Regions from separate parts of the Sus scrofa genome. Here region 1 is linked to region 2. A link is a contact called in public HiChIP or PLAC-seq data. All regions are on one chromosome and are shown on one strand. The core of a region is the stretch at or near the end of the contact, and the rest is flanking DNA. Distances in the headings are between cores, read along the strand shown.

Region 1 (5,516 bases), core at 2,289-4,788, 230 kb before region 2:
CCCATTTCCCTGGTAGAAATGTCACCAGAAAAAAAAATCCCACGGTTAAACCACAATCATGACTGATGCTGTAGCGTAAAAGCCTGGTGATGCAGGTGGGGGAGAAGAGAGGGCCAGCCGTCCCTTTTCTTTCAGGGATGGAGAGAGGAATGGGCTGAGATTACTCGGAGCAGGGAACGTCCGAGCAGAGGCCGCTAGACGGCTGAATGTTCCCTTAGACCAGAGTTGCCACTGAAAGGGGCACAGGTAGTCACTGAATGACCATTGTGAAGGCAAGAAACAAGGCCACCGGGGCCTCCCCTGGGGTCTCTCAACACTGGTGACCTAGTGTCTCTTGTGCTGTCAGGACTGAGAGCTTTAGAACAATGGCCAGGGGCCCAAAGCAGCTGCATCACTAGATAGAAAAACAGCACATCAGTCACTTCTGCCACAGAATCCTGTGGACGGCCACACGAGGATGCAGAAAATGCTGGGCTGAAATTGTACACTGGGACATGCAGGTCTCAAAAGCCCATTCTGCTATCACAGTCATTGCTCCGAACAAGGAAATATTAAAGTTTACAATTTAACGTTTGCTTTTCCTAGTTACAAATACTGGTAAAGCCTTGCTTTGGAGAGAAGGATGTATTAATACAATCATTTTGAGAGCGCTACAAATACTATTTTGCCACATGGTTATCTTTAAAAATCTCCAAAAAAATAAACCTATGATTTGTATGCATTTTGGTCAAAAGTTGGAGGAATTCTGAAACTGATTACTTTTGGGAAGCAGGAAGACACAGAAAGGCTGACTCCAATTTAGAGGGACTTACTTAAGCCAGGTAAAAAGGCTCCATTGCCGAGGAGCACAGAGCCCTGGACCATCTCCCCAGGAAGGAAGGAGGAAGTCGTGCTGTCACAATGCAGGATGGAAAAGGGGCGCGGCTTGGCTTGCAGGCTCTAGCTCTGCTGCTCTCTGGTTCACTCATTTGCTACCCTTAAGTAACCCATCCTGCTGATCTCTGTGAGACAGGGACAAACATCACTGGCTCATGCACAGGCCATTCAAGGGAGGTAGGCATTTTCTAAAAGCACCTCCCTCCCCAGGCATTGTAGGAATGAAGGTAAGGAAATCCCCCTCCCCAAATAAACAGTTGAAAACTTTATTTTCCTAGGAACAATGACATTTGTCAGAATAACAAGGGAAAGCTCGGGGTACCTGAAATAAGAAAGAGCTGATGGAAAGAGGGAGATGGGCCAGGGGGAGGCCCTGGCCCTGGGCCCAGTTTCTTTTTAAATACATAACAGATAAAGATATTGTGCAAAAAAATAGACATTCACATTTTAGCAGTTAAACTTTTATTTTACTTTTTAAAATTTTTATTTACCATTTTCTTTCTCTTTTCTACAAAAGGCAGATAATGATTGTTGATCTGCAATTGTCGTGGTGTGCACTCCCCGAAAGGGGGCGAGTCGGGAGCTGGGGAGGGAGGGCTGAGGAGGCCTCCGCTGGCGGGTGGCCCCCCTCCTGGCCTAGCTCATGTCTATGGTGTTGAAGACCCACTCGGTGAACTTCTTGAGCTTGTCGGAGGCATTCTGGGACTCTTCCTGCAGCCTCAGGTTGTCCTCCCGCAGATGCTGAACTTCCGCCTGGAGGTGGGCTTTGTCTTCTTTTTCCTGGAAGAGTGGGCAGAGCGGAAAGGAACTTAAGAGAGTGGCCCAGCCCAGCCCAGCAGCTGGAGGGAGTGGCTGTGAATCCGTGTGCACCCCTCGCCCACTTCCCCTTCTTTCCACTAAACAGCCGCTGCTGTCTCCGTGGCTGGCACTGGGCGTTCAGATGCTCTCTCCCAGGGCACAAGACTGCTAGAGAGATCCACTAGAGGTTTATTTTGGACTGTAAATACAGGACTGTGTAGTTTAATGTCTTTGTTAAATTAGAAGGGGTAAGGGCTGTCTTACATGGAGATGACGGTCTGGTGGCTGCTGTCTTAACAGAAAAATTCTCTTGTGCAAAAGCCCAAATAACAGTAAGGACAGGTGGGGCTGGGTCATGGCCCAGGGATGAGGAGGCGGGGAGAGGCCTCCGAGTGGGCTGGCTGAGGTTTGAAGGTACTCAGAAAAGAGGGGAATGCTTTTTCTGTACACGGGACAATGAAGGCCTTCTTGCACTGTGTGGCAGTGGGAACCAAGTTCCAAGCGGCCCCCTAAACATGTGGGTACCAAGAAAAGAGGGAAAATGCCCACATCTTATTCCAGGAACACTACTGATAAAGGGCTCTCACAGTTCAAGGGCACTTGGCATGGACCGGACAGCCTGCTGTGAGAATGTGTTTACCTTCTTCAAATCTTCTCGAAGCATCTTCAGCATCCCTTCCAGCTGGTCCACTTTAGAAGCCAGAGTGGGAGAGGAATCTTTACTGCGGGGAACAAGAGACAAGAGACCACGTTGGCAGGAGCCTCCACGGCTGGGTTACCTGGGCCTTGTTTTTTTTTTTTTTTAAGGAAGTGGCTGTATTTATGTTTTTCAATGTCACAATTACTCAGTATGGTGCCACAACAGTGCATTTTCATTTTCAAAAAGAAAATGGTTATCTTAACAAAAGTGTGAACTGCAGCCCATCAATGGCTTCCTTTGTTAAAGAGGCTGCATCTTTGTGACAAAAGAATATGGGACAATAAGTAAAAGCGGTCTCTCTGGCAGCACAACAGGGACTTTGGGCAGACATGACTGTCAAAGAGCGAAATGTTTCCTGTCCCCTGAGTGGCCCCTGTGCGTGCAAGAGGGTTGGGGAGGGCGGGCACCGACTCTCGCTTGGGGCAGCTACGTTATCCTGCCCATGTCTTGTCTTAAGCTAGTTTAAGTATCTTTAACTATTCTGAAAATAAGACTCCATCTTTCAGAAGATTGTCAGTCTAGTCTTAATGCCGTAAAGCTCTTTCCTATCATGATCAGCAAACTCTAAAGGCCACAAATTTCTCATTTTCTCCCTTTCCTCTGAACTGCTAAAAATGCCATGCCAGTGGAGCGCCCAAAGGAGGGAGCGAGAGGATGAGAGGCCACACTGGACAGAATGCACAGCTGGGCAAGGGCTGGAGACCCTGTCACCTCTTCTCCCGCCCTCTCCTCTCCTTGAATTCAAGCCCTGAAATGTTTCCGGGAGAGTTCTCACCCAGAAACACCGCCTCCATCCCACAACCAAGAAGCTCAAGGCTTCCACTGAGACAACATAAGCAGCTGCTGCTTTCTAGATGTCAAAGGTGGTGCCTCTGAAATCTTGGAGTCACGAGATAAACTTTGAGTTAGAATTCCTGACCTAAAATAAGCGGTGCCAATGTCTTCTGCTGCTGTTGGATCTACAGCGAGCCCAGAGTGGTGCAGAGTGGCACAAGGGTGCCAATAAAATGGAATGACAATGACCTCCAAACGTCTAAGACAGGATGACTGATGAAAAGCTGACAGCGAATAGATTTTAAAAGGGAAGTGGTCAATCAAGTGCAAGCCACAGCCCCACAGGCAGGGCATGGCTGACCGGGTGAAGGCCAAAGACAAGACAGAAGAAGGGTGGAGCTGCCCGAAACGCTGAGGCTGAGAGATGGGGGCAGGGCTGTCCTTCTCAAGCCATCGAGTCCACCGTCTCTGCTCTTGGAAGGGCTGCCACAGCCACTGCAGACTGGTAGTGGCTCTCAGCAGCCTATCTTGACTTCCGCAGATTCTCACAGTGAGTGCGTGTCTGCGAGCGCACCGATCATCTTTAAAAACGTATTTAACCCCATTTGCATGTGCTCATCCACACTGAGCAAAGAACTCCTCCTCCTCCTCTTACTCGTCCACAGAGATTTAGGAACTGTTTCATAATCCCTTCTCGGGAGAACAGTCTTCATTCACTCACACTGCTCTGCATCCTACAGAAGGGCCATTTCGGGCTCTCCCCTGACGCCACAGTTTTTTAAAAAAAGTTCTCAGCAGCTCAACTAACCACCTGCCCCAGCTGTCCCAGTGACAGGATGCCTGCAGCGTCTGCGTGCTGCACACAGAACAAATGATGCGTCACTCCTACACTTTACCCACAAGGAGGGTTTCCTTGCAGACCGGCTCAGGAAGTCCGCAGAAGCACACGTCCCGGGGTGTGCATGTGTGCAAATCTGTACAACCTTCCTCTTCCTGTTGTTGGCTGTCCTGACCAAGCTTTATAGATACTTGCATTCTTAACCATTCTCAAGAGAGGTTTTAAAAGAAGAGCCGTCAAACTGGTGGAATTACTCTGCTTCAAGGAGTGGTTACTGTGTGTCCATGGGTGGCTGTGGGGATACTTTAAGGCACAGGAACATCACCCATTTATCCAATAACCTCGCTGAGGCAAAATGGAAAAGTCAGCCTCGACATAACCAACAGAATAGCCCATACTCTTAACTACTGCTTTTTTTGCTTATTTTGCATAAATCTTCACTATTCGGAGGTGACCCAGTTCTGATGGTAGGTCTGAAGTAGGACACTAGGAGTTGCTAAGATGCAGGCACATTTACAAGCATGACCAACTGTCAGCGGGGGAAGCGACTCAAAACCCAGACTCAAGGACTACACGCATAGGCATCTAAGGATATTTAGCACGAGTGACTTACCTTACCTAATAAACCCTAGAACGTAACTGTACTATGGCATTGAAGTCATAATTATGAATATACATCATTTAAGTCACCAAGAACTGTTCAATGGTGTTTAGAGTATTTCGTTATAAAGCATTCTAAGTAAAAGTGGCATCACGGATAAACTTCATTCAGCTCATCCAGGTGGCCTCCATCGCCTCTTCCCCCCACCTGCTATCACCAGAGTGGTACCCTCGCCACTGGGGGACCAACCTGCTGTAAGACTTCATCTGGGCCAGAGCCTGGTCCTCAAGCTGGTCACTGTTGGATGCGGCACTCAGAGGGCGATGGTTTTCATCGCTAGCAGCAAAGAACGAGGCTCTCTGGACTGGAAGGGAGAGAAGAAGCCATTCAGTAACCTTGGAACCACATCCTGGCGCCTCTCTACCAAGTCAAGAAATGTCCTACATGCACAGTCAAATCTATTCAAGGGGCAGGAATGCATCAGAAGCCTTATCGCCCAACTCGAGTAGGAGAAAATTTCTACTGTTTTCAATGCTGCTCTCCTCTTCCAGCTAAATTTATTTTAAATATAGTTGTTGTGAATCGGTGTCTCTTCCAGTTTTTTGCTTGCTCATCAAAGTAAATGGTTTATTAAATGGTTTCCCTCAAAATAGGCTTTGTGCCAAATTTCCAGACCAAGGCTCCCCACTCAGTGACAGGAAATGCATAAAAGGGTTCTTCGTATTAAGCTTCTTGAGGCTTCTGCAAGGACATTTTCCACAAGACTCCTGGCTACCTTGGTGGGCTTCAACCTAAGTCCACACACACTCTCTGTTTCCAAATACAATTTCAAGCTTGAGTCAAGTAGCAAAATCAAATCTCCTACTAAAAAGCCAAAACTTTGATTTTATATGCATGAGAGTGACCAACCCCTTGGTCACTCAATTTCC
Region 2 (6,160 bases), core at 3,333-5,832:
TCCCTAAATTCTATGAAGACAGGTATGGTGTCAGTTTGTGGAAATACAATGTCCCCAGAACTTAATCAGATGAAGCCTGACAAAAAGAAGATACTCAAGGAAAAAAGCAAATGAGTTATGATCACCATCATGGGAACACTATAATTTACACCTCAGACACTTGCTCCCAAAGACGGCTCAGATTCCAAGAGCCACATTGAGTTTTACTTGAGTTTCTGTTGTAATGAAGACTTACTAGGAAAACAAAATCCAGACTGATTAAGAGCCTGAGGAAAATCTAGTTTTAATTGACACTTGCCAATAGGTTAGAAATGTATCTAATATGTAGATGTGGTTTCTTTTTATTTTTAAATGTAGATAACCTATTTAAAAGGATGACTCTAAGGATTAAAATAAGAGAGTGTTTACTACTTAAGCACTCAGCATTATTAAAAAATAAGATATTATAAATATTACTCTTACTAATTTAAATGAACAAACATCTTAGGAGAAAGCATCTTGACTGCTCTCAAAACAGGAGCTTTGAAAATGTTCTCTATAATGTATGTATCTACATCATCAGGTAGCCATTCATCCCTAAGGTTGCCTACTTGAAGGAAATTCTACTTCTTTTAGTTTTAGCTTTTAAGTCACGACAAAAAATTACTATGGCAAGTAAGTGTTTTCCTTTTGTCCAAATAGGTACACACCAAAGAAAAAACCGTAACTGTCTCCACAAATGCGTCAAACAATGTCACTGTATGACATGTCCCATCCTAGCTAGCACGTCCAAACATGACTTTGGCAATGCAAAAATATTCACAGTAGCCCTCTGTCAGAAACATGTCAATTACTATAACATGGATTATACACACATACACACACAGAGTATATACAATATACTCTTACCTTTATAAACAAAAAGCAAGCAAAAACTCCATATTTTCTCTCTTTAAAAGATAATTGTTTTGAGGTAAAAAAAATAACATTACTAGCACAAGTGTATCACAAAATAATATATGTAATTTTGTATTGCTAAATTTACCAAAAAGACCCAATGTTTAACATTTCTGTTTAAATCCTAATTCTGTTTAAAGGTAATCAGTCTCAAAGAAACATTTAAATTACCATCTAATGATCAATGTCCAATTGGCCTCCAAGTTGTTTGAGGGATACCCAAAACAAAGTATTATCATACAAAGGTGTCAGCAGAGATGGTAGCCATTAAAACTGTATGACAAGTGAGAATTCCCTTGTGGTGCAGTGGGTTAAGGATCTGTCATTGTCACTGCAGCAGCTGGCCCAGGTCACTGCTATGTCACAAATTCCACCCTGGCCTGGGAACTTGCACATGCCGCAGGCGTGGCCACACACACACACACACAAAACAAAGACTGTATGGAAACTGGTATCCAGAAATAAAGACAAATTTTACTTCATTAAAAAAAAAAAAAGCTTATTTTTACCTCTTTAAATTATAAAGAAAAAAACTGCCCTTAACAATTTTTTTTTATTTAACTCTAAATAATGCAAGACTTAAAACTTTAAACTTACTATTTTGTTTCAGTTTTGGACAAGATTTAGGGAGTAACTCAATATCCATGCAAGCTTAATATGTTTGCTTCTCCGATAATTAAAAAAAGCTAGTAATAAACTCCTCCCAATCTCAACTTTACCCTATTAACTTTTCTTTTCTATGGCCACACCCGTGACATATGGAAGTTCCTGGGCCAGGGACTGAATCCCATCTGCAGCTCCAACAATTCTGGATCCTTTAACTCACTGCACCAGGCCAGGGATCGAACCCACACCTCCACAGCAACCTGAGCTGCTGCAGTCGGAGTCTTAACCCACTGTGCCACAGTGGAACACCCCCATTAACTTTTTTGCTGAACACATTATGTAAACCTTAGATTTGGGGTAATAAATGAGACATGATAAAATGACTGTGTATTTTGATAACCAGTAACTCACTTGCATATTATAAACATTATGCTACATCATTTGATAAACTGACTTCCAGCCCCAGGTGAAAGCTGCCAGGGATCTTAGCTTTCTCATCTTTAAGGTGATCAATGCTTACCCTGTCCCCTGAGGGAAATCTCTGACTCATCTAAATAAAACCCAAGAATACATCATGTAATAAAGTCTTATTACCTTGAAATTAACCTGTTAGATTTTTTTTTCTGTGTTCTTGAGCCCTTTTTAGTCAAACTGGAAAGCCTCCAATAAAATTAATATACAGAAATCAGACTCTAGTCTGTGATATACTTGCCATGAATTTACTGGGAGTAATGCATGGAGACGGAAGAAACTGGGGTAGCAGGAAGACTGGGAAGTCACAAGGACACTGGCTCCATCTCGCCTACATGTGCACTGCCCTTCAGTCTAAAACAGCTGTGTGAATCACAAGAAATGGCCTAGCTGATCCCCAAGCCCCAAAAGTACCAGAGGTCAGCTTTCTAAAGCAGTGTCTATTTTTAAACTAATATAAGTTGGGTTCTAAATTTGACCTGCATTTAAATTATCATCTGGTGAGGAATGTCCAGCTGGACACTTATGCACTTGAAGCTGCTTGAGGGAGGGCCAAACAAAGTTCATTTTACATGCAACAGACAAAGCCTTGTCTCAGCAACCCGCATCCTCCACAGAGGAAGGGCAGCAGCTGGGAAGAAAGAGCCATCCTGCAGCTGAGGGTCCCTGGAATTTACTTTTTCACATAAGTAATAAAAGCAGCCCATTCTTCACATGGAAATGGTTTGGGAAAGCCCGTTTCCGATTGCTTGGCACAAAAGAATGAAGGAAGAGAGCATATTTTCAATGGAGTGCAGAGTACATGAGTATTGCCCCAGAGAAGAAGCCAACAAAAACCTATTTTTAAGGTTCCTCACAGGACCCTTCTCTTCAGAAAGTTCGCAGGGCAATCCTGATCAAAGCAGTCTCAATGACCAGGAAGAAAGAGTTTTCTTTTAAATTCTGGGGTCAGAATCTAGAAGATAAAAGAAAACCATTCCTACTGCACAGCACCAGGGACTGTGTCCAATCTCTTGGGATAGAACATGATAAGGGCTGATATGAGTAAAAGAATGTGTATACCCACATATGTATCACTGGGTAACCATGCTGTACAGCAGAAACTGGCACAACACTGTAAATCAACTATACCGCAAGTTTAAAAAATACAAAAAAAAAAACAAAAAAGGGAAATTCCCATTGTGGCTCAGTGGTAATGAACCCGACTGGTATCCATGAGGATACGGGTTCAATCCCTGGCCTCGTTTGGTGGGTCAGGGATCCAGCGTTGCCCTGAGCTGTGGTATAGGTCGCAGACATGGCTCGGATCCAGTATTGCTGTGGCTGTGGTGTAGGCCAACCGCTGTCACTCCAATTTGACCTCCAGCCTGGGAACTTCCATATGCCACAGGTACGGCCCTAAAAAGGCAAAAAAAAAAAAGAAGAAGAAGAAGAAGAAGAAGAAAAGAAAACCATGAATAAATATCCTACCAAAATACCAGTTAAATAAATATGGCACCAATTGATGATAATTTTGAAAACTGATATCATTCTCAATTTCAAGAAAACTTCAAAACACTTAGAACTTTTCCAATTTTTAAGAAATTGTATTTCAAGAGTATTACAGTGGTAAAGGTTGGCACTACTATGTGTATATATATCACTTAAGAAATCATGCGTTAGTGATTAAAACATTTAGTTTTAGTGTCCGCATTAGGAAAATCACCAGGGCAGAAGTGAAAAGATAAACTTCTGAAAAAATAGCTCTAAAACTACATAAGTTACATAGCTATTTCTATAAACCAAAAAACCACAGTAATTCAGTAAAATAAACTATTGCTAATCAAGAATGAAAGTGTGTCCACATAGGTATGTCAGACCCCAAACCTCTCTCCTCTCATTAGCCTACAATTCTGGCCCAAGCCACATATGCCTAAAGATAAACTAACACTGTGATTTAGAGGGCAAAGCAACCCAAGTATTTCATGTTTTAGATATGTGGTTGATCAATCTGATTTTATGGTTGAAAAAATATAGTCCATGAAAAGTAACTGTATAGGAGTTCCCATCATGTAGCAGTGGAAACAAATCCAACGAGGAATCATGAGGTTGCAGGTTTGATCCCTGGCCTCACTCAGTGGGTTAAGGATCCGGCCTTGCCGCAAGCTATGGTGTAGGTCACAGACGTGGCTCGGATCTGGCGTTGCTGTGGCTCTGACATAGGCCAGCAGCTTACAGCTCTGATTAGACCTCTGGCCTGGGACCCTCCATATGCTGCGGGTGCTGCCCTTAAAAAGACCAAAAAAAAAAAAAAAAAAAAGGTAATTGTACAGTATTTGCACCAAAAGCCTTGATTCTATAACATCTCCTTCATTTTCACTTGTTCATTCAAAGAACATTTACTTAGCAATGTAGCTGAGTCTGCTTGTTGCTACCCAGTGTCTACTCTCTCTATGTCCCTAACAGAACCCGATTTATCTGGGGGAAGCAAGGCAACTAACTAAAAGACTACCTTTCCTTGCCTCTCTTACAGCAAGTCCGTTCTCATGACTAAGCTCAGGCCAATGAGACATAAACACATGGGTCTGGTTTGGTTTTGTTCTGCTTTTGCTTTTTTAGGGCCAAACCTGCAGCATATGGGAAGTTCCCAGGCTAGGGAATTGGAGCTGCAGCTGCCAGCTTAAGCCACAGCCACAGCAACTCAGGACCTGAGCTCCATCTGCAACCCACACCATAGCTCACAGCAATGCCGGATCCCTAACCCATTGAGCAAGGCCAGGGACTGAACCCATGTTCTCATGGGTACTAGTCGGGTTCACTATCGCTGAGTCACAACAGGAACTCCAGCACATGTATTTTGAGAAAATTAAGCCAAGAAAAGTTACTTCAAGGGAATTGATTCTGTTTAGAATTTCACCCTTTTTTTTTCTTCCCTCCTTCCAGTAGCCATCCTAGGCCTTAAGGATGCATGCCAAGAATTTAAAGAGAGAGTCTAAATAGGATTTCTCTAGTATTGTCTGTCCAGGGAAGTTATGGTCCAAAATACTGACACTGCAGAGACCAATAATCATCTCTGATCCTGTTTTTGTCCCATTACTGCTACCATCTGCCTCGTGTCTCATACACATAAATATAAATCAGCTCGTAAAGTCTCTGAAAGAACAGGGCTTAAGGAACAGCACTTGCCGTGGTAACAAGAACTTAATTTTCTTAAAGAAGAAATAAAGAAGCACAAGTCCCTTCTTTGTTCATGCCTTTAATCTTTCACTTAAGCACCTGTATACCGAGGATGGGGTGAGTGTTGTGTTTCTCTGTCTCCCCTACTATCCTGGAAGAACTTAAAGGCAAGAATTACTCTTGTTCACTTATGCAGCTCTAGAACCCAATACAGAGGGGACACTCAATAAACATTAAAGGAACAACTTGAAGGGAATGAATCCAGAGCTCCTAAATTAAGAGTCTTCCATGGACCGATAATTCTGTAACTCTGAATTACGCCATGGTATCTGCCAGAGGGCCGGCTTATTCAGCACGACGAAGTGCCGTGGAAAAACTGCTCCCAGGCCAGCTCAGGAGCCCTGCTCTTTACCTCCGGGATGTGCACCTCATGTCTCGGGGGGGCTGAGCAGGGGAAAGTGGGCACCCAGGGAGCTCCAGTCTTCCTGTCTCCTCGTCCCACTCACCTATGCGCCCTTCCCCAGTCATCACACATCTACGGAGCACTGACTGTGCACCACACACCATTCAGGATGCCAGGAATAGCTTTTAATGACTGAAACACAGGGACCGTGCTCTAGGAATCTATCATCCAGAAAAGCGAAAGAAAAGCACAGGTGCAATTATAATGCAACGTGAAAAAAAACGATGAACATACACATAAGGCGAGCATCCACTGGGTAGGCCAGGCACAGTGTCGTCCACACCTTCCCTGCTGGACGTTCTCTCTGTAACTGGGCAGCAGAGCCCAAGCCACTGCATCAGTCAGGAGGTGACGGAGCAGAGGGATGACCGCTTGGAGGGCTGGAAAGGCTGAGCACTTAAGTGAAAGTAAAACGATCAACAGAATTTTCCCAGGGTGAAAGGTGTAGGCAGAACTTTTCACGCAGAAAATGAACCAGGCAGACACATCCAGAGGCAAGGAAGACCACAGTTCATCAGAAAAGCATTT

The links. HiChIP or PLAC-seq counts read pairs in DNA pulled down with a chosen protein or histone mark.
Region 1: an H3K27ac HiChIP or PLAC-seq map of alveolar macrophages shows a contact between it and region 2. The contact joins two enhancer-like sites. A contact is called at or near these places in 1 of 47 Hi-C or Micro-C datasets (embryonic fibroblasts) and 1 of 2 datasets of contacts at active chromatin or transcription factors (alveolar macrophages).

What each region holds. Positions count from the first base shown.
Region 1 is chr7:95,162,918-95,168,433 of Sscrofa11.1, reverse strand. It overlaps SIPA1L1 (signal-induced proliferation-associated 1-like protein 1), which reads right to left. Exons shown (of 27, transcript XM_021099427.1): 25 at 4,837-4,951; 26 at 2,315-2,396; 27 at 1-1,656. The coding sequence ends at 1,513. The region is part of intron 4 of LOC110261627 (a long non-coding RNA gene); the gene reads left to right. Among named protein-coding and RNA genes, the nearest start is that of RGS6, 200 kb to the left of the region's middle. Within about 2 kb of position 3,538, at least 14 of the 83 cell types and tissues checked have an H3K27ac peak or open chromatin away from gene starts, as enhancers often do. A contact at or near this core is called in alveolar macrophages, where this site is marked.
Region 2 is chr7:94,935,198-94,941,357 of Sscrofa11.1, reverse strand. All of the region lies in intron 4 of SIPA1L1 (signal-induced proliferation-associated 1-like protein 1), which reads right to left. Among named protein-coding and RNA genes, the nearest start is that of SIPA1L1, 150 kb to the right of the region's middle. Within about 2 kb of position 4,582, at least 2 of the 83 cell types and tissues checked have an H3K27ac peak or open chromatin away from gene starts, as enhancers often do. A contact at or near this core is called in alveolar macrophages, where this site is marked.